Linked DNA regions of Mus musculus: all the other regions are linked to region 3. The links are chromatin contacts, called in public HiChIP or PLAC-seq, Micro-C and promoter capture Hi-C maps. All regions are on one chromosome and are shown on one strand. The core of a region is the stretch at or near the end of the contact, and the rest is flanking DNA. Distances in the headings are between cores, read along the strand shown.

Region 1 (5,410 bases), core at 2,112-4,611, 750 kb after region 3:
ATGAACAACTAGAAGTGTATTTTAAATAAGACCATCGAGTACCCACAAAGTTCACAGTAACAGAAAACACTGTCAAGACTCAGCTACTTCACTATTAGATTATAAAGCACAGAAGAATGTAAAAGTTCCCTGAGAGCAAAGGCCCTCTAATTCACCCCTATATTCCCACTAATTAGCACTCTGTGAAAAGCAAAAATGAGCTAAATTCAACCTGTCTAAAAACAATCGTCTGTGGTGATAACACCCAATGAAAACTAAATTGCCATGAAACTTGTGCTCAGAAAACACGGCTGTTAAAACTAGATGGCCAACTAACTATATGTCTATTCACATACTGATCCTTTTAGAAATAAATCACAAAGAAATATTCCAAAAGGAAAAAAAAAATGTTGCCTAGACTACTGTGAACCATCATTGTTATTCTATGGGGAGGAGAGGATACCTACATGCCCGACAGAAAGAAGATGGACAATCTTAGCATGGTTGAAAGGTTAAAAAGGAAGACATAGGGCAGGATGTAACTTGGTTACTAGGCATTTGCCTAGCAAGTTCAAGGACTTGGGTTCAATCCCCAGAACATTAAAAAAGGAAAGGAAAAAAAAAAATCCTAGATCCTACTCTTTCCTTCCTTCCCCAACCTGAGTTGACTTCCACACAATAGTCAGAAGGATGTTCATAAACTTAGGTCAGATAAGGTCTCTCTTCTACTCTAAGGGCTCCCCCATGTCAGTCAGTGTAAAATGCAAACGTCCCAGTACTGAGTGTAAGAGCCCCCCTTACTTCTCTAATCTCAAGCCCTCTTCTCTCCCTGCTTACTGTTCTTACACCACACTGCCCTCCTAGCTGTTCTCAAAGGGTCACATATACTGGAGGGTCTTTGCCCTAGCAGGCCGCTCGCTCTTCCTGTCATCTTTTTGCATCTGAGGAAGCACACAGCCCTCCTCACTTCCTTCAGGTCTTCCCTGACAGTATTCTCTAGCCCCTCACCAGTCCTCACCCTTCCACACAGCTCTAACACCTGACACTACATTTACTTGGCTAGGGTCTTGTCCCTCCTGCTGAAGGGATGACAGCAAGAACTCCTTATCCACACAGCAGACATTCAATTAAGTACTTCCTGAATGTTGCATATTTTCACAACTGACTACATGAAGACCACACATATGAACAAGCTTGGAAGAGGAAAAAAAAGAAATTATTTGATTTTCAAATGCTCATATTACTAAAACATAGATTATACAAAAGTCTGATTAGTCATGATTATGAGTTTAGAGGGGTCAAAATATACTAGGGAGTATTGGTTAAAAATGGCTACTGGTTAGAGCCGGGGATATAGCTCAGGGGCAAAGTGCTTGCCAACCCTGCTTGAGGCTCTGGATTAGCTCCTCAACACTACAAACAAAATGACTGCTAAAAGTTCCCTGCATGAAGCTGGGTTTCATCCCAACACCACATAAACCAGGGAAGTCTATACTGATCCAAGCACTCTGGAGGTCGAGGCAAGAGAGTTGGTGGTTCAAGGTCTTCCTCAGTGACACCACTGAGCCACAGGAGATTGGGGGGAGGGGAGAGAGGTTCCTGAGAACTTTTCCTCATAAAACTGAAATCAATTTTAAACCTTGTTCCAAAATCCTCAGAATTTAGGGTGAAAGCACGATCACACCTGAGGCCACAAAAAGTGTGCACTTTTGCAAAGTTTTAATATGAAACTGAATAACATCGAGATCTCTGTTCACTTTTAAGATCGGTGTCTATGGGTGGCTTTAGAGGAGACCAGAAGCTGAATACAACATTCTGGGGATAAATGTCTGTTTTGTTTTTCCTGGGCAAAGGAAGAGTTCATATGCATCACCATGTTCTAGAAATGGTTAAGAATGACATTTTTTATAATGGAAGCGGAATGCAACATTTAACATAAAGATTTCTCTCAAAAAGATAAGAGATGTGTAAACAGACCACTCAACTCATTCGACAAATGCTGGGACAGGTATAATCCTTGCTAACGAACACAATCATAACAGAACCTGAAGTAGCAAGGAACTAAACTAAACAAGAGTCACACTAAGAAAGAATATCCGAAAATGTAAATTTAATTTTGAAACAAAGTGTTACAGAAGAGCATAAAGACAGGAAAGAGTCTGGGACCTAATCTAGTACTTACTCTACCAAAGTGTTACAGAAATCAATTACATCAAAAGAAAAAAGTACTCACAGGCATATCTACCCCCACACACTCTGACAGGAAACTCAAAGAAAGTTTCCAAATCCTGTTTCCAGCATCATCTCTTCTAACCGCCCGCTTCTGAAGGCTAACTCCCCTGGTTAATTCTGAGAGTCGACACTTTGACTCTAATAAAAACAGTATCTTCAGCCACCCAAGAAGCAGACAACAGCGGTTGGTACCTGTCCCGCTTGGCCCATTAACCTCCTGCCCTTTTATTCCATTTCTTACACAGTACTTCCTTCAAAGCAGCGACAAAACGATTTTCCTTTCCCAACGGCAATACACTCACAGTTTCTGAGCGGTAGCTCTTTTTCCAAGGCATGAAAGGTCCCCTCAACTCTAGTTTTCTATCCTGTGAGGAAATCTCAGATAGGAGGGGGGGCGGACGCGGGGGACACAACTGTCCTTCCTTGCTCTTCTCCTTACAACAGCCAATTACACAACTCAGCAGAAGACACTGCCCTTAACTTTCTGAGTAAGGAGACAAGCTACAATCCCACCACCCCACACTCCTCACACGCCCTCGGTGGGCGGAAGACCGGAATCACACCGTGGCCTCTTTCCTGACAAAATTCAGGGGTAGCAGCAGATATCAGAGAGTCGAGAGCGACGCTGCAAAGGCGAACACATGGCAAGCGGCAGAATACAGAGGGCAGGGAGGGCGGGAACCCGGGCTGGCGGCGGAGTGGGACACAGAGGTGTCAGCGCTCGGCGGCCGGGGCAAAGGCCGCGCGGAGGGCACCGCACCTCTCCGTCCGCGGGGACGACAGCCGAGCGGGCGCGGACACGCGTCCCATCTCGCGGCCCGCCCCTCGCGGCCGGTCCCGCAGGCCCCGCCGGGCCGCCTCGGTCCGCGGGCGTGGCTGGCTCCGGCCTTCAGCCGCGGCCCCTCCCGCCCGCCGGGCCCCCGGCCGCCGCCCCGGACTCGCGGACGGTTAAGAATAGGCCACCGAGGTGCGGCCAGTCCGCGCCCCTCACTCGCACCCCGTACTCACCCCGCGGCCCGGCGCCTCCTCCACCTCCTCCTCCTCCCTCCTCTCGGCCGCGGCTCGGGCTCGGGCTCTGCACGGCGGCGGCAGGAGCAGCGGCCTCGGGAGCGGCGGCGGCGGCGCCTCCGGAACGCGCACGCACGCAGCACGCAGGCCCCGCCCCCCCCGCCCTGGTCTCCGCCTTCCCCGCTGTGTCCGGAATCTATTTAAGGGAGCCGTTCTTCAAAGGGTGGGGGGCATAGTGTGCCAACAGGAACTGGGGCCTTGCCTTTGAGAAGGTGGTTAAGGCCAACATTGAAATGAGGAAGGGAAAAAAAAATCAGAAAGAGAATTTTGAAGGGATGCAACCATGGGACAGCTGTTAGTTGAGTGCCTAGTAGGTCCCCAATGCCTAGGCATACATAGGGAAAGTCACTTATAGAGCTCTCATCCTCGTGACCCAGGAGAGGGAACACGAACAACAAAAAGAGTAGCAAAATTCACAGGTCACCAGGGAGGGCTTTGCATGCTTTTGTTCGTGCTATGAAGAAACGAGCCTATCCAAAAGAGGCTGGATGAGAAGAATACCTTCCTGGGTTGAGAGGAAATCAGCCACAAACCCCGAGGTGGGGTGTGTCTTCCATATTTCACAACTAGCAAAATGCAAGCGAAAGGATGGATAGATAAGTAGAGTCTATGGCCAAAGAGTACTGAGGCGCCAAGATCTGGACAAACGACCAGACCCGGTGGAGCCTTTGGGCCATTGTAATGACAACAGGAAGCCCCGAGGAGAGGGTGGGCCCAGAAACAACTATATCTAGTTCATGTTTTTAAAGGTTAACTTTATGCAGGGCGTGGTGGTTTACTCCTGGAATCCCAGCATTTTGAAAACAGGAACAGAATTGCCACGAGTTTGAGGTTAGCCTGGACTACACAATGAGTTTCAGGCCCATCGGGAACTGGAGTGAGTCTCACTGTGTATGTAAAATATCCAACTGAAGCACGAATGTTCACAGGGGAAGTCTAAGGTGGCTATTCTCGTCCAATTGGCCAAGAGTGGTTATTTTATTTTAGATTTTGTTTATTTTAGCTTTATTAAACCTATTTTAATAGATTTAGACTTGAGAAAGCAGAGGGTCGAACGAAACAATTAGGAATGAATCTTAGGTTGGGGGCCTGCTGACTGATATCATTTAATAAGAGAGAAGATAGGGTAAGAACAAAGCTGGGACCAAAGAAATTGAGAGTTCAGTTTTATGGGGGATGGAGAAAGTTCAGTGGTGATGAGTCTGAGATATAAATTTGAGATCCATCAGGATGTAGATGATTTGACCCTCCGGTCTACATAAACTCTCTTAGGGATGGGGAGTAACTGGAAGAGAGGACCAAGAGAAACTTAGAGGTTAAAGATAAGCAGAGTTGACAGTCAGGTTAGAGGAACCCCTTGGAAGGAAGGAAGTTGTTAGGGAGTTGTTTTAGAAAAGAGGGAGTGATCAGTCAGTTCCCTTGCCTACTGCTGAAATAGCTAAGAAGACAATTGAATCTCAATCTCTGCCTCACCCCCACCCCACAGTCCCCATCCCCGCCACCCTGATTGGTTCATGCTAGACAAACTGCCACTGAGCCTCATCCTCAGTCAAGAGTTGGGAATTTAACCACTGACCAAGTTTGGCCTGAAGTTTGTTGAGAAGCTTAATGAAAACCCTTCCAGTGTTATCACATGGAGAAATGTCTGATTGGGGTGTGTTGAGAGAATGAAAGAGAGGCGAGGAAGACAGCCAGGAGCTGGCTGAGCCTAGCAACAGTCAGTAGTGGGAATGGTGTGGGGATCCAGGGACAGGATTTTAAAGCTGAGTTACTTCCTTGTGGTGTTAAGAGTGAAAAATAAAGTTCCGGTGCAGAGACAAGAGGAGACACCTAGAGAAACCATGGGAACCAAGAAGCAACAAGTCCTAGCACGGTGCTGAAGCAGTTGGCCTTAAATGTGAACAAGGACAGGAGAGTCACAGACTGTTCTGTAGCAAAGACACAGACACAGAGCAAGTAAGTGTGATTCTGAGGTGGGCACAGCCCACTGCAAAGCAAAGGGGACAAGTGAGAGCTAAAGTCTAGTCTTTATTTTGCCCACCAGGCTGAGTACCTGGTAGGACAATTTCAGCCTTGAGGAAAGAGCACTTTCCTAGCTGTTCTCCCTTAGGAGTGGTGTCTTTTGTCAGTT
Region 2 (5,178 bases), core at 1,458-3,957, 650 kb after region 3:
GCCTCTCCCTTTAAGCTCATCTATAGGTGCCAGGACCTTCAGGCTCTGGCAGCAGGACAAAGGGGGCCACCCTCCCTCACCAAGCTGGGTGAAAATGCTGAGTGATTGACACCTTTGGACCCACCCTCAGGAAGACTACAGACCACTTATCCCCTCTTGCCTGGAGCAGATGCCCACGTGCCTTTTGCAGGGTCCATTTCAACTGTACATGCCTTTGAGAATGATGCCTGTGGCCAGTTTCAAGACCTCTGACCCCTTTAGGATTTACTGTCAATTGAGATGGTCACAGTCTCTCTCTAGGCTGAGTTTCAGAAGGTGGGAGGATGGCGGCTGAACCATCTGATTCCTCTTCAGCAAAACTGAACCATGTCCCTCCAGCCCCCGTCCTCAGGCCAGGAATATTTACCCATGTTTATTTAACCATGGCAACAGGCTTTATTCTCTATCACTTAGGCCCTTAAAAAGGGAAGAAACAGAAAGGCAGTTCATCTCCCTGCTGTTGCTTTCTGGAAGAAGTAGAGATAGAGAGAGAAGGAGAGATAGAGGTAGGAGAGATGGGGACCTATTCTCTCTTTACTCACACTAACCTCAGACTTGCAATGGCCCAGCATTATAGAAGGACTTCAGATACTTGCTGGTACTTGTGTTCCAACATCCTGGGGAGCCATACAACAATATGTGTACCCCTAATTTATCTGGAAATCTCTTGTGATCTCTGTACAGAGATTGTGGTTATCAGTTATGTCTTTCAGTCTCCATCTTCAGAGCGGATGAAATGTGTGCAGTCCTTGCTAATGCTGTTTTCTTCACCTGCACAATGGGACATGTATTCTTACGTCTTGACTATTTTGCAGGTGGTCGTCAAAAGGCAGTTTTGTAGGGCTGGAGAGATGGCTCAGTGCTTAAGAGCATTTGCTGTTCTTCCAGAAAACCAAAGTTCCATTTCTAGCACTCACAAGGAAGGAAGGAGAGTCAAAATTGCTTGTAAACAGCTGCTCCAGGGGGAGGGTGTGGGATTTGTACCTTCATTTGGCCTCCCAGGGTACCTGCACACATGTGGCACACACATACATAAAAATAAATCTTTAAAAAGGCAGAGAGGTTTGTAAGGAGTATGATATGTTAGACTCACAAGGGTTTAAATGATATGCAGGGGAAACTGAGGCCCAGGAAAGCATTTGAGTTGTTGCCCCAACCACAGTGCTACATTTTTGTCAAGAGCTCAGACTGCTTGCCTCTCCTGGCAGTTCAACCACAGCCAGTACCCTAAATTCCAAAGATGTTCATGCCCAGGTTTCAGGGATGGAGAAAACCACAGATCTGCAAATGTTTACCGAGAGCTCCTTACAACCGGCTGCTGTTCTGCAGGGTGAAGATATAACTGTGTAAAAGGGGTGGGGCTTCAGGGTGGGGAACCCACCTCTGTTTCCTAGGAGGGTCATGGTGGAGGATGCTGCTCTGACCCACTACTTTCTTGAACTGATTCAACAGCACCAACACCGTCCAGCCTAACTTTCTGACTGGCACATCACTCTGAAGAGGAGTGAGAAGATAGGCCAGGAGCATAGTCACAGTCACCAAGTTCTTCACCTACCCCCTAAATGTTTTTGAAGAAGTGATCTTGGCTGGCATCAAATGAATGTCCACAGTGTCTGCTTTCTCCCTTCGCGGCTTCTCTTGCATCCTTTTGGTTCTGTCTCACACAGACCACCAAAATCTTGCCAGGGGCAAACTTTCCCCTATTAATTTTCTTGAAACAAAGCAAAGCAAATTGTTACTAATTACTCTGGCAGGCCGAATGGTGAGGTGTTTGCTCACCGAGGGTAACTTAAGTCAGGCAAGTGGCCAGGAGGCCGGCTTTAGAAGTATCGAGTTGGACTGGCCTGCAGAAGCACCCCTTTCGCTGTGCCCCAACTCCACCCCTTACACCCCTAGGAGTTACTGCATGGGTACCAGGGAAATGCCTGTCAACTATCCTCAGAGCGTCCTCAAGTCCTCTTCTCCCCTATTCAAGAAGGCCAGCATTAGGGAGTTCTAGGAAGGGAAAGGCCTGTTTCTCCACTCCCTGCCAACTCTATTGAAACAGCTCCCAACACCCCATCTTTAAATCTTCCATTAAAATTCGCTCTCTGAAGTGACTATCCTCATATTTACTTGTTTGTCTCATAGTTCCTTCTCCTCCACGATAAAAGTTATGCAAGGCTGAGACCTTGTCTCTCTTACTCAGTATCACCAGGTCTACCTTGAACACAATAGACTGCCACACCAGCTGAGACCTAGCGGAAGCCGCTTCCTTCCGCTAGCGCTAGAGAGGAGTGGGCCCGGAGGAGATGAAATGGAGCCGTGAACTTCCAGGACCCTCTTTAGAAAGAAAAGGCTTCTGAGGGATTTAAGGGGAAGGCAAAGGAGAGCGTTTTCTTCTCTGAAAGGAGTTAAGATTCAACACTGTGACCCTCCTGCCTAGTCCTAGTCCTCAATCCTAAAACTGCGTTCTTCCTTTATAATAGACAATGAATGCACTTGACTGGGGGCTTTGCCAGTTCCATGCCCCACAGAACCCAGAACCTAATCAAGACCTCTGCGAGTCTCCCAGTAGTTGCTGCTGTCTGCAAGGCCGGTGACAGACTTTCTCGGGTCGCCAGGCCCGAGCACCCCCCCTCCCCGACCGCTCTTCCCATTGGCCGAAGATACCCCTTCTGAGTTCTCATTGGCTGCTGCACTTTTCCTCCGCCCCTATCCCGGGCATTGAGCGGCAGCAGCGGGGAACGCCGCTCTAAGTCCCCACGCTGGAGCTGAGGCTCGGCTCAGCGCGGATAAGGGCGCGGAGCGCACTGAGAACCCTACTTTCTCGTGAGCCCGAGCCCAGCAAATGGGCGAATGACAAAGGAGAGCAAGGACATGGACTGCTATCTGCGTCGCCTCAAACAGGAGCTGGTAAGATCGGAGCAGGAGCCTGGGGACAGGGAGGACTGCTCCACCCAGACCTAGGTACCTGACTTGCCCCCCCCCCCCCCCCCCGCGCTCCGTGCACCGGGCGGAAGCGGAGAGGAGAGGGGAGGAGAGGAGAGGAGAGGAGAGAGGATGCCAACTGGTAGGTAGAGGCTAGGGACGTTGCTCAGAGGTAACAAACTTTGGCAAAGATTTCTGATGAGATATGGACAAGTAACAGGGAGTCAGAGCACCCAGATAAGTTGAATGTGACAGAACAACTGAAGAGAAAGGAGGACACACCCAGAGGGGACAGGCACACGGACGGAGTAAGGCTCAAGTGTCCAGAGTCGCAGGAATGACAGGCACAGGCATCGGGCGCCAGTGGTCGGGTGCCGGGCTCCTGAAGCGCGCAGACAGGTCCCTGCCCTGTGCAGGAGGTCAGGCTGGACTGCTCGCTCGCTCGTGGGGAGCTGGCACCGCCCGGGGCCCCCAGCTCTGCTGGGCTTGGCAGAGCTGGCGCGGCTGCGGGGGCAGGCTTGGCCGGCTGTCTGCCCGGGCTTGTCTGCCAGCAGGGAGGGGGGTGGCAGCTGTAATGACGGGGGAGGAGGGGTGCCGCCTGGCAGATCGCGGAGCGGGAGTTGTGGAGGCTCGGCCAGATGTCAGGTCTGGGCTTGGGGAGTGCGCTGGGAGTGTGCGGGGCCTCGGGGTGCTGAGGGTGAGTATGCTACCCTGGAGTGGGGGGATGAATCACTGAAGAGGGATAAGTGACTGTTAAGGCTGTGTTAGGGAAGCCAGGTGAATTCTGATTTCTTTCTCTTGCCTCTCTCTCCTCTTGTCTCTCTTCTCTCTCCTCTTTCCCCTCTCCCTCCTCCTTCCCCTCCTTCCCTCCCTTTCTCCCTCCCTTCTGGTTTTCCTTTACCACCAGGATTCAGACAGATAGGTAGGTAATGTGCGTCTTTTCTCAGCTCCGCCCGTCCCTTCTCCATCTAGACTGCCTTAGCTTCTACCTCCCACTCCACCTCTCAATGTCTCCTTCATTTTTATCTCCCATGGCAGTAGGCCCTCCTGGCTCACTTAGCTCCTTCTTTCTTCTATTCAGTCAGGTCACCCAGGCAGATCTGGATTCAGAGAGTGCCCAGCTCAGGCTTCTTAAGATCCCGAGAGATAACCTTTCCAGTCCTAGCTGCAGAGATTCCACTCTGCCTGCCTGGCAATGTGTAACAGGCAGGCTTTGGTGGTAGTAGGGTGGAGAGAGGAAGCAGAAGTAGAATAGCAGGTGCTTTCATTGATGCTCCTGACCAAGACGACCTGGCCCTAGTCTTGTCCGGTCTGGTCCAAGAGACTGCCTTTTCACGTTATAGTTCACTTCCTTAGTCCTTCCCTCTGAGCCCTTTCTGTGATGACATGCAGATATGAAAGTTACTAGCGCTCCAAAACACGTCTTTGCTGCTCTTCCGAACTGTACCAGGTCCTGTACCTTATCAGTTTACATATGCATGCCATGCTAGTTTGGGATGGTGGTCTTGGACCATAAATAAAGTCCCCTGCTCACGGTCCCACTTCACGTGGCCAGTACCAGAAAGACCAAGATCATGGCTGAGGATCAAAGCCCATGCTGAGAAAAGAACAGATTCTAATAGTATCTATCCTCTTTGTGCCTGGCACCTGGGATCATGCCACCACACCAGGAGAAGCATCTATAGAGGGTCTGTGGGTGTTCCTGGCATGGGGATGGATTTTCTAAATCTTAACTGATTTGCATTTTATGGCACTCTATGTGGGAGGTGGTGGGGGAGAAGACAGTCTGCTGATGTCAAGAGAATTTTTTAAGAAAGAAAAGAAATCTGCACTGAGCTGAGCTCCCAGATTTTGATCTGCAAACCCCCACCAAGGCCTTGAGTCCCTGTGCCTGGGAGAAGGAGAGACTAAAGTCACCCACTCCCCTTCGGTTTTCATTTGGCCTTTTGTCTGAGCATCTCCAGCCTTTGACTATCTTGGAGAGGAAGCCAACTGCCTGGCCCAGGGCCCAGAATGACACTCTGATGGCAAAGTTCTTCACTCCCCACCCCGTGGTCCCCTGCTCCCTCCCCACCATCAGCTTACTGAAGAAGAGTCCCAGCAGAGCAATGGGCAGAGCTATCAGTGTTTCACCCCCTGCTGCCTCACCTCAGTATCCCAATAGCAAAGCTGACCTCTGAGCCTCACTATCCCTAATTGGAGCAAAGAGGAAAGCAAAGTGCTGTTAGC
Region 3 (5,178 bases), core at 1,620-4,119:
AGAACATGCCCTACAGGCTTGCCCACAGGCCAATCCGGTGAGGGCATTTTTCTCAACTGAGTTTCCCTCTTTCCAGATAACTCTAGCTTGTGTGAAGTTGACATAAACTAGCCAGCACACTAGGGTCAAACCAAATACCCAGAAACTAAAATAAAAATTAACCAATAGTTCCTAACATGTTCTTCAGAACTCACTCCATCCCCATTAGGTCAGATTCTTGTACATATATATCTTTAAAATGACTACAATTGATCATGTTTATAAGTATGGCTCAGAATTCATGACAGTAAAAAAGAAATTATATACAGCACCTAACCAGAGGTATTTTCTCATAGGAAAGTCAATATTTTAGCCACTTCAGATATTGCAATTTCCTATTATGTCAGATATGGAAAAATCAAATTACACAAAGACAAGAAGGCAGATGGTTTAAACTAACAAGATGTGCCATACTTTATTAGATGTTATCTGTCTTAGTTTGACTCTTAGGTGAGAACTTTAGACTAAATTCAGTGTTCGTATTGGGCACTGTGGAAGCTACAAAGACTTCATGCAGTCTAAGAATAATTTAACGAAATGCACTAAACACGCACATACACGCACACGCACACGCACACGCGCACACACACACACACTGTCTGCACACAATGCTTTTCTTCATCTAACATGACCAAAAATGACACTGAAATGGTTAGAGGAACGAATTCTCCCAGAGTTGAACATCGGAGTACACGCTGTAATCCCAACAGGAACGGGAAAGCCACCCTGGGCTACATAATCTTCAGAAACATAGCGAGACACAGTGCTCCACTCTTGATTAAATAAAACAAACCCTCCAGATCCAAAGGTATATCAAACAGGTCTTGTTTATTGTGCCAAAACATCAATGAGATTACTCTGCTTCTCCTGTTTGTCCAGGCCCTGGAAATCACTGCTCCCTGGGTCTCCTGACGTCTCCTACCTTAGTTTATTTCCCTTCTCTACTCAGGTAATGAGACACATCTTTTAGGGCTTTCCTGTTTTACTTCTAGGGTTTTTTTTTTTTTAAACCCCTGCTGCTATTTCTGGGATAATGTATCTCTCCCTCCTATGGCAATAAACTTTGTGTTTGTGGGAGAGACCCTGCATACAGTTTCTTCTTTGTGCTTCCTCTCACTACATATCTGGAAACAATCATGGAACAGATCTGCAGCCCCCTAGAGTGGCTCTGAAACCTAGGAACCTGACTACTCAAAACTAATTACCTTCAGGAAGTCTACTCAGGAAGGCTGCAGACAACAGCCACTACAATCACCCTCTCTGATTGCAACTCCGCACCTCGCCTCTATCAGCTATAAATAACCAACAGGAAAATGAACTTGAGATAAAAACTTAAAATGCTAAAAATATGGAAAAATTAATAGGTGGTACTGCTGGCCACAGATGATGACTGGAGATTCAATGACATTAATGTCAGGACAAAATCATTTGTACTTTGCAACTGCTAAAATGCCAAAGACTTTAGTAGATCTTTACAGGGACTCTACAGAGACGTGAAAATTGAATTCCCAAGGCTTTTATCTGCCCTTCTCTCTGAAACTGAAAAGTACCTTTTATTTTAATGCTTTAAATTTTGGTTGATGATGATGGTGTGCTAGACACCACCACATTACATGTATATTCGTTTCCTTTGAGGGTAAAATCCCACTATAAAAGAGGGGTGAGACAGTACTCAGAGGCCACAGGACCAGATTAATTATAAACCTAGCCAACTGAACCTGAATTTTGTTCAAATACTTCCTGTCTTTTGTTTCAACCTGCCATACACCTTCAAGGTTAACTGCAGTTTCCCTGAGCAACGGACCAGCCCACTCCAAATTGGGAGATGGGGACTCCTTCTGCAAAGGCATTTACTGACTCCTCGGCACCATTTCATTTGAAAATATGGTATTATTCAGTGACTGTCAAACAATACACACTGCATTCCTACCCACACAAGGCCAGCTCTGCTGAAAGCTAACACACCCACCTTGCTATGAAATATGCGGATGCTTCCCTACTAAGTTCTCAAGAGAAGAAACCGGGTAGAAAGCAAAATCGAAAGGCAACTCAAACCTAAAAAGCCCCTAAAAGCTGGTTTCTCCCAAAAGAAACAGAAAGGGCAAGAAAGGTACAAAGGGCGATGGGAAGAAGATAATGTATAATTTAAGCCGGGGAGCTTTCAACACTCAGAAAGAGAATACAGGATCTGGGGAGGCTGTAGGAGCAATCACAGGCTGGGGGATGGGAAGAGCTAAAAGAGGGGGAAAGGCCGCTTTGGCTGTTGGAGGTGTCTGTCTGGGTTTCGTCTTTTTTTCTCCCCCTCGCCCATCCCTCATAAGGAAAACGCTGGTTTGTGTGTGTGTGTTTAAATCTTATACAGAACCCTAGTTCTGGACCCACGCTTGCCAGCAGGGACAGATGTGGGAAAGGATGTCTGAATTCGCAGGGATCCAATATAGGGGTGGGGGCTGCAGCCTAGAAAACGGTACCCACCAGTACCACTCTGAGGCTAGGGCTGGGCAAAAGGCGACCTAGAGTGAGACAGGTCAGGAGGAGACCCCTGCTGAGGGGCGGAGGCTAGCGAGAGACAATGAACAATCGTAAAGACCCCGGAGGATGCCGCGACGCCTCCTTGGGGAATCCCGGGATCTGGAGGCGGCGGCCCCGCCCCCTAGGGGGACCATCCCTACCCCGACAGGGACTTCTGCTGAAAGCCACTCACGCTCCGGGCCAGGAGGCTCTCTCGGAGACCCGGCTCCCCCGGCACCGCAGAGCCCCGAGCCCACGCTCCGTACCTGGCCTCGGCGCTCCGGGATCCTTCCCCGCCGCCGCCTCCGCCGCCCGCTCCCCATCCCCAGCCTCCCAGGACCCGCCCCTTACCCGCCGGCGGCAGTGACAGGCAGATACCCTCGCCAATCATAGCTTTACCCTTGCGGCTCTGAAACCAATCCTCGCCGCCTGAAGGCGGGGCTTCTCCAAAGTCATCCCGGCTCCTCCTGGGGCCGCAAGATCCCTTTTGTTTGGGAGAGCCAGGCTGGGATTGAGCTGGCGTCACTTCCGGGAGGAAGTACCCTCCTCTGGTCCGCTGGAGTCTGTGCTCGCTCTGGTCTCCGCCCGGGTTCTGCAACTTTTCAGGACCCTGGGAACACCTTGTGGTGGCTTAATTGAGGGTTTATCTAAAATGTGAATAAAAGAAGTGAGTTTTAGCGTTTGTTTTCGAATTAGTATTGAAAACCTAGTAACGTGTCTTCTTTGCCCCCCCCCCCTCTCTCTCTCTCTCTCTCTCCCTCTCTCTCTCTCTCTCTCCCCCTTGGGTGTGGTGCTGGAAAGCAAGGGCGCAAGACCATCTTCTTTACCACATCACACTATGTACACAAAGGGAGACGCTGGGGTGGAAGCACCTGGTAGAGAGCATAACCCCTACCGACTTGCCTTTCAGGGCAAAGCCAAATAGCTGCAAACTTACCTGGTGTTTCCCCACACTGTGCTTGCCATTCATGTATGTGGGGGGCTATTTTATATGTTTGGGCCCCGTCATACCGTGGACCATGCATTTGTAACGAAGCCGAAACGGAACAGTAGGATGAGGGGAAATGGCTGGCCTCTTGAGCACAGGAATGCAGATCTTAGTGATAGAAACAAGACCTGGAGGGAAGAGATTGCACTCTACCATACATAGCCTGCACTTCAGCACCACAAGTGACTGAACTGTTTAAATAGCCGCATTGCTTTAAAGAACTTGTAACACGTACATATAAGAACTCAAGTATTTGAGTGCACAAGTAACATATTACGCGGAATACATTATTCCTAATTTTCACAATATTCAGCAAGAGACTATTAGGGACACACACACACACACACACACACACACAAAAAGCCCTCTGCTCATGGTTCTCAACCTGTGGGTCACGACCCCCTAGACAACCATTATAAAAATATCTACATTACAATCTAGAACAGCAAAATTACAGTTATGAAGTAGCAGCGTAATTATGTTTGAGGGAGTCACTATAACATGAGGAACTGTATTAAAGGACAGTAGCACTAGGAAGGTTGAGAACCACTGCCCTAGGCAAACAGCCCTCGAGACAGGTACAGTTTACAGTCTGGGTAAAGAGATACCCAGCCCAAGTAATCACGGTTTAGAGGAAGTCAAACAGTATTTCTTGTCCACACAGCGCTTCGTTCATCCATATACTATCTGTGTCAGTGCTGTGTGGGAAGACTGTCTTACCCTGCAATGTGGATAGCACTGTAAGAAATTAAGATGAGAAGACGAAGTCAAAGAAACCAAGAGAACCGGAGGAAGGCTATAGAGTTAAGAACTGGAAAAGAAAAATGACAAGAATAACACCAAATCTGTGCCACAGTCTGCTAACCAGCCACCAGTTTCCACCGGGGGTGGGGGGGGGTGGGGGGTGGGGGTGGGGGTGGTGGGGGGGCCTGTTGAGAGGGAAGGGTGGTGATTAGCATAGCAGCAGAGTAAAGCCAGCAACTCCATTGCAGGCTTGGAGACAGCATGCAGAGATGCTACAGTACAGCCCCCGTGCTTGTGGAACAATGACCTAGAGCACTAAGAGTTTCGCAAAGACAGCATGCTCTGTATTCAGAAAGACAGCCTTGTTGGATAGGGTGTGCACACCTGTAAATCCCATCCTGTGGGAGATGGAGGCAGAGGAGAAGCAGGAATTTGAGATCCTTCTTGGCCACACAGTGTGCTGCAGACCACCATGGCCAAAGGAGACCTCTCAGAATAGGACACAATGTCCGAAGTGATTTAAAGTCACAGTATTAGGTATAGGAATAGTACCACGGAGCCTGAAAAGAATCCATTTCCTCCTCCTTCCTTTGCTTTGCCTGTGGGTATGCACGGAGGAAGTGTCTCATTGCCAGACAATGAGGCAGATGTGGGACAACAGGCTATTTTTCTGCTGGATTCTGACTCACTCCAAGATTTGCTCCAGTGAATCAGCTCGCCCAGCCTTCCTCTCCCTCCCTTTGTAGCTATTAATCCACCACCACCCATTCTACTCCAAAGCTGACCTAATGGAAACAGTACCATGTGACCCACATCCTTTACAGCACCGAGCAGCTCCGGACGGACGCTCCGGGTTCCTTTAAGCCCATTCCTGAGCCAGGGTAGAAAAGCTCAAC
Region 4 (5,639 bases), core at 1,069-3,568, 630 kb after region 3:
GCCTGCCTCAAACAAACGTGTTAGGAGCCCCATAAGGAGGTAACATTTGAGAAGAAACCTAAATGTATAGCACAGAGCTAGCTGTGGGACACACTAATGCTTTAGGAAGAGAAAACACAAATTCAAAAGTAGTAAGATATACATGAAGAACAGCAGAAAGACCCACATACTCTCTGTTGTTGTTTCGAGACAGTTTCTCTGTGTAGCTCTAGCTGTTCGTGAACTCTCTCTGTAGATCCGCCTGTCTCTGCCTCCCAAGTGCTGGGATTAAAGGTTTGTGAGAGGACTATATCTCAAAGCTAACTGCAAAGGTTAGGTACCAAAGGCCCCAAGCACCACACAGTACAAACTGCAATGTAACTACTGGAAATGAACATACTGGTTTTAAAAAAAAAAAGACTAGGAAATAAGACTTTTTAAAAATCCCTTAACTCTGGGCACACATCACAGATTTGGGTACTTTATTCTCATTCTCTCTCTCTCTCTCTCTCTCTCTCTTTCTGATTTTCCCAACTATAAATTATTATGTAGTATTACTTTGATACTACATAATACACAGGCACTAATTATTTTAATAATATACCTTAAAAATATGATTTTTACTCAAGTTTGGGATTTTGTCTGTTGCCAAGTATTACAAAGCCAAAACTCTCAACACATCCTAAATCTCAAATAAATTAGCCAATGTACTTTAAAAAGTATATTCATTATCTCCCACGGTTTCGTGGATATAGAACTCAAAGATTCTAGACAACAAATACAAGAATCCTGGGTTTAAAGGAATCACATTGAAGATCGACCATCTCAAAAGCCCCCTTTTGAAGTCAGCCATCACTACACACTCCAGACGACAGTGTCAGGATCACATCTTATTCACTGTTTAATCCCTAGTGCCTACTATAGTATTTATATGTAACAATGGCTAAACAAAGCTTTTTAAAGAATGATCCCCCAAACCCAAAGCTGAGTAGGACAATCTTAAAACCATATCCCGAGGCAACCTAGAAAATGAGAGATCAATACAACACATACACAAGGCTTTAAGAACCACCTGAAATTTCTGCCATAGCACAGTACTTACTAATCCAGAACTTCTACCTTCTATGTCTAATCCCACTCTAGTCAGAAAGTAAATGAATTTTTAATTGTACGATTCCAACTGACAAATGGTCGAGATGTACTTATAACAGAAAATTCCAACTTTAAAATACTGGACGTAGCCTTGGCCACAACTCACCGACGTGACCATCTAGTTTACTTCCCTAACTTGCATACGCTTTGGTCCGGCCTCTTCAAACTCACCATCTGGAAGAGTTACTAGTTTGTCACGACTCTCAATAGAGTCACGTGCTACACACCCCCTTCCGGATCCTGAGTTAGACTCACCTGAGTACTATAGTTTTCAAGAATCAGAGAGTCCAGAGCAATGGTGGAGAATACACAAGTTTTTCCAGTGCCCGACTTAGCTTGGACAATTAAATCTGAGGAAGAAAAAAATTATATATATTACATATTATTACCTAGATTTACTGATGCCACCAGATACCAAATACGAGAAAGGAGAATGAAGAGGTTCTCTGCCATGAGGACCTAGTTGCCACCTGTATTTTTGGTTGACTCTCAAACGCGCAGGAGGTGTGCTTGATGCCCCAATCTCTTAACCACCGAGCTACCTCCCCAGCCCTTTGCGCCCCGAATCTCTGCCGCTCACCTTCTCCAACTTGGACTCCATGCTGGAAGAAAGTCCTACCCTCAAATTCAACTGCGCGCCTTAGAGCCTGGCTTAGCCCCGCGATGGCGCGGAGCCGGAGCTCTCCGGGGGCCACGCCGTCCCCTCCTTCCCCCCACCGCCGGCCGGCCCCGGTCCTCACCGAGCCCGCAGCGCCCCAACGGGATGGCCTTGAGCTGCACCGGAGAGGGTCTCTCGAAGCCGGCCGCCCGCAGACCCTCCAGCACCGGTCGCGACAGCAGCAGCGACTCGAAGTCCGCGGGCTCCGCCAGCACCACGTCCCCGGTACGTGTGCGCGGCCCGCCGATGTCGTGTGCGGTCCGCTGGGTCCACGGGGATGCCGGAGTCGGCTCCACAGCCTGCACCGGCGCGGCCGCACGCTCCGCAGCCATAGTGGACTCGGAGGTTGTCAAGGCCGCCGGGACTTCAAACGCCGCCGCCGCCATGGTAGCCGCGCCTCCAGATCTCGCGATATTTAGACTTGAGGCGGGGCTCCTGGGAGCGAGAAGGAGAAAAACTTTATTGGCAGCCTCCCGGAGAAGACACGGACACGCCTGGAAGCGGAGGGGAAGAACGGAAGTCGGAGGCTGTCACTCTAGGAGGGAGCAGAAAAAAAAAAAAAATGTAGCCTGAGAAAGAGGCGGGAAGAGCGAGGGAAGATGAGGCTACCGGTGTGTTGCCGCCTGCGGCCTGCAGAGGGCGCCGCGTGCCCTTGGTGGGCGCCGCCCGCTGCCGGCCTCCCGCGGCTCTGAGTGCCTGGCCGCGCGGCGGGGCTCCAGACCCGAGCGCCCAGGACGCGCTTTGTGACGCAGCTCGCGAATCGGTCGCCGTCGCCTGGGCTTGGAGTCGGCTCCTTGGGTCAAGCTCGGCTGTAGCCACGCCGAAGTCTTCGCGATCCGTACCCTGTCGCGTGACGGAAGTCTCCTGATATTTAAGTGGAAACCTGGACTGCACGCCAACTCCTAGGCTCTGCTTGATCGCTCTCTCGGAAACCCTAGGCTAATAGACGTCTCGGGTCCAACGGATCTTTTGTGTGCCCTTCCTCCGTTATGGGGTGGGCAACTAGCACACCACTTTCCCTTCCTCTAGACCCACTCATGTGTCACCCTGTCAAAGAGGCTTTTCTTGAAATCTTGAGTGGTTTCCATCCTGACTGCTTCCTGGCCTTTCCCATTATTCCCACCACTATCCCCGAGTTTGATTATTTGGTTTGATTGGCTTAGTTAGTTGGTCTGTTTATTTTCTAAATCAGAGTCTCCCTATGCCGCTCAGGCTGGCCTCAAATTGGAAATCCTCCTGGCTCAACTTTTCAGATACTGAGATGACATGTGTGTGCCACCATACCTGGTCAGGTTCTTCATGATACAACTACCTAAAATGTTTATTGTCCACCCCCCACCACCACCCCCACACACACTTTCCATGAGGACAGAAAGCTATTCTGATTTGTTCCCTTCTGTCTCTGGTAGGAGAAACATAATCTGGCACGTACTAAATACTGTTTTTTGAAAGAGCTCTTAGAACAAAGCTTTAGTCATGCTTCCAAATGTAAGCATATCTTTATTACTTTTCTCATTGATGATGATGGACTGAGTCTCAGAACCTGTAAAAGAACCCCAATAAATGTCCTTGGCCATGGTGTCTCCTTACAGCAATGGAAACCCTAACTAAGACATGTTTGCTTAGAAATTAACAAAGCACTAAGCAAACGTCCACTATCCAAATGAAGGAAGAGGAACTAAAGATCGCAAGCTTCCTCATAGTTGCCCACATCTTTCACCCACCCAATCCACAGATGACAAATCTGAGGATTCCTTTTTGCTTTGCCTTCACCCTCTTTCTATCAAACTACTGTCAAATACTTGTGTCTCCAAATGTCTCATCCACTCCTTTACCATCTCCATAGTATCTACCCTGGGTCTTCTGGTCATCCTAACTGTTGCAAAACCCTTCTAGATGGGCTTCCCTGTCCAGACCATGAACCTCAGAGGCACAGAAATTACTTCCTTTATCTTTCTTTTTCCTAAGAGTTGAATCCATGATGTTGGCATACTACACAAACACTTCACTGTCTAACCACACTCCCAGTTAAAGAGTGAAACTCATTCCTCACTTCTTCCTCTCTCTCAGTCTCTTTTTCTGTTGCTGTGCCAAAAGCACCTTTAGGGAGAAGGTTTGGGTTGGGTTTGGGTTTGGGTTTGGTTTTGGTTTTCTGGACCATGGTTGAAGATACAGTCCATTATGGTGGAAAAGTGAAGGCAGTAGGAACTTGAAGTGGCAGGTCACGTTACATCCACTTTCAGGAAGCGGAGAACAGTGGATGTTTGCAAGTGTGAAGCTTTCTTCACTTTATACATGCCAGGATCCCCAAGAGAGAATGGCCCTGCCATTATTAAGATGTCTTCCCATATCAATTAACCTAGCAGAGATAATCACCCAGGGCCCATCTCCAGGTAATGCTAGATCCTGTCAATTGGATAGGTAATGTTAACCATTACGTTTCCTTTCTCTTTTCAAGATATTTTCTCACATTTATAGAATCATTAGAAACACACTTTTTGTTAAGGTAATGAGAGGATAAATAAAGTTACAGTAGGGTAGTAAGCAACAGATGACATCTTTAAAAGGATCATTGCTTGTGTCTTCAGGTATTCAATCTGTGCCCCGTGCTTCACAATTATAAACCCAAAAAGAAAAACAGAGAAATGGGCTCCTATAAACGTGAGCCATGAAGTTCTTCTAGCGGGATGCTCTGCAGACAGAGAAGCAACGCAAATGAAACAGAGAAAGTAAGAAAGGAAGGAGACAACAGTGTGGTTGATGTTGGTGGAGGATAATTCTGATGGGGATAAAGGAGATGGACATGATGATGGCTGTGGTGACTGCTAGCATTTATTAAACTCACATTCCACGAGGAGCTCACAACTCCAGGAGATGGGTACTATCATCTCCATTTCACAGTTAAAGAAGATAAGGCACTCACCCATCTGACATACTTATGAGTGACAACAGGATTATGGCAAGACATCCATAACGACACGATAGTGGCACTCACATCACTGTGGTAACTCACAGCTCTCTGATTGGACTGAAGGCCCACTCAATAGGAGCAAAACCACACCTGGTACTAGAAACCTAGCCCAACTTCCTGGGGCTGGTGAGGTCACAGATCTTAAAAGAGAACTTCTTAACACCCCTTTGTTAGACCAGCATAATTCCTAACTACATTTCTAAATCTCATTCTTACACTCATAGACAAGTATAGCTTTTTAGAAGAAGCTTCTCTTAGCAGGATGATGGTGGTGCACACCTTTAATTCCAGCCCTCGGGAGACAGAGGCAGGCAGATCTCTGAGTTCAAGGTCAGCCTGGTCTACAGAGCAAGTTCCAGGACAGCCATGGCTACACAGAGAAACCCTGTCTAAAAAAAAAAAAAAAAAAAAAAAAAAAAAAAAAAAAACAAAAGAAGAGGAGCAAATAGAGTCCATCATGGAAAACCACACTGGGCACAAAGCAGAGATCAGTGGATCAGCCCAGCCCCAGTGGAAACATCTACAGCACAGCGCCTGCATTTATGGCTCAGGGAGCATCACAGAAGCAGCAGAAAGATTATACAAGCCAGAATACCACTGTGAAATCGTATCCCCTAGAAATGACTACATAAACAAGACCAGAACGATGCCAATATCAGTACACAAAAGTCTAACACAGAAGTGGGGATGTCTCACAAAGTACCATCCCTAGAAAAAGGACGACTGGGAGAGGGGAGAGTGAGCCCCTCCGAGAGATGAGCCTGTATTGATTATCCACTACAACGTAGTCAGCCCTGAAACCATACACAACAACAAAAACACACTCAGCAAATTATGTTTGCATATTTGTATACACATACATATGTGTGTGCAACAGTA

Evidence for each region. Promoter capture Hi-C pulls out the DNA fragments that hold promoters and counts their contacts. Hi-C and Micro-C count contacts between places; a contact is called where the count stands out from the background. HiChIP or PLAC-seq counts read pairs in DNA pulled down with a chosen protein or histone mark.
Region 1: a Micro-C map of embryonic stem cells shows a contact between it and region 3, with 2.5 times the contacts expected there. The contact joins the promoter of Rap1a here to the promoter of Cttnbp2nl in region 3. A contact is called at or near these places in 4 of 39 promoter capture datasets (the 3T3-L1 cell line, hippocampal neurons, liver and 1 more) and 1 of 484 Hi-C or Micro-C datasets (embryonic stem cells).
Region 2: a contact with region 3 is called in an HNF4G HiChIP or PLAC-seq map of pancreatic cancer cells. The contact joins the promoter of Inka2 here to the promoter of Cttnbp2nl in region 3. A contact is called at or near these places in 7 of 39 promoter capture datasets (the 3T3-L1 cell line, cranial neural crest, embryonic stem cells and 4 more) and 5 of 115 datasets of contacts at active chromatin or transcription factors (craniofacial prominence, embryonic midbrain, embryonic stem cells and 2 more).
Region 4: a promoter capture Hi-C map of stem cell-derived epiblast-like cells shows a contact between it and region 3, with 4 times the contacts expected there. The contact joins the promoter of Ddx20 here to the promoter of Cttnbp2nl in region 3. A contact is called at or near these places in 11 of 39 promoter capture datasets (the 3T3-L1 cell line, 3T3-L1-derived adipocytes, cranial neural crest and 7 more) and 8 of 115 datasets of contacts at active chromatin or transcription factors (astrocytes, craniofacial prominence, embryonic basal ganglia and 5 more).

Annotation. Positions count from the first base shown.
Region 1 is chr3:105,798,020-105,803,429 of GRCm38.p6, forward strand. It overlaps Rap1a (RAS-related protein 1a), which reads right to left and starts at 3,362. Exons shown (of 8, transcript NM_145541.5): 1 at 3,220-3,362.
Region 2 is chr3:105,701,892-105,707,069 of GRCm38.p6, forward strand. Inka2 (inka box actin regulator 2) reads left to right here and starts at 2,708. Exons shown (of 2, transcript NM_175398.4): 1 at 2,708-2,934. The coding sequence starts at 2,878.
Region 3 is chr3:105,050,084-105,055,261 of GRCm38.p6, forward strand. Cttnbp2nl (CTTNBP2 N-terminal like) reads right to left here and starts at 2,870. Exons shown (of 6, transcript NM_001163332.1): 1 at 2,817-2,870.
Region 4 is chr3:105,685,253-105,690,891 of GRCm38.p6, forward strand. Ddx20 (DEAD box helicase 20) reads right to left here and starts at 2,319. Exons shown (of 11, transcript NM_017397.3): 1 at 1,872-2,319; 2 at 1,387-1,481. The coding sequence starts at 2,175.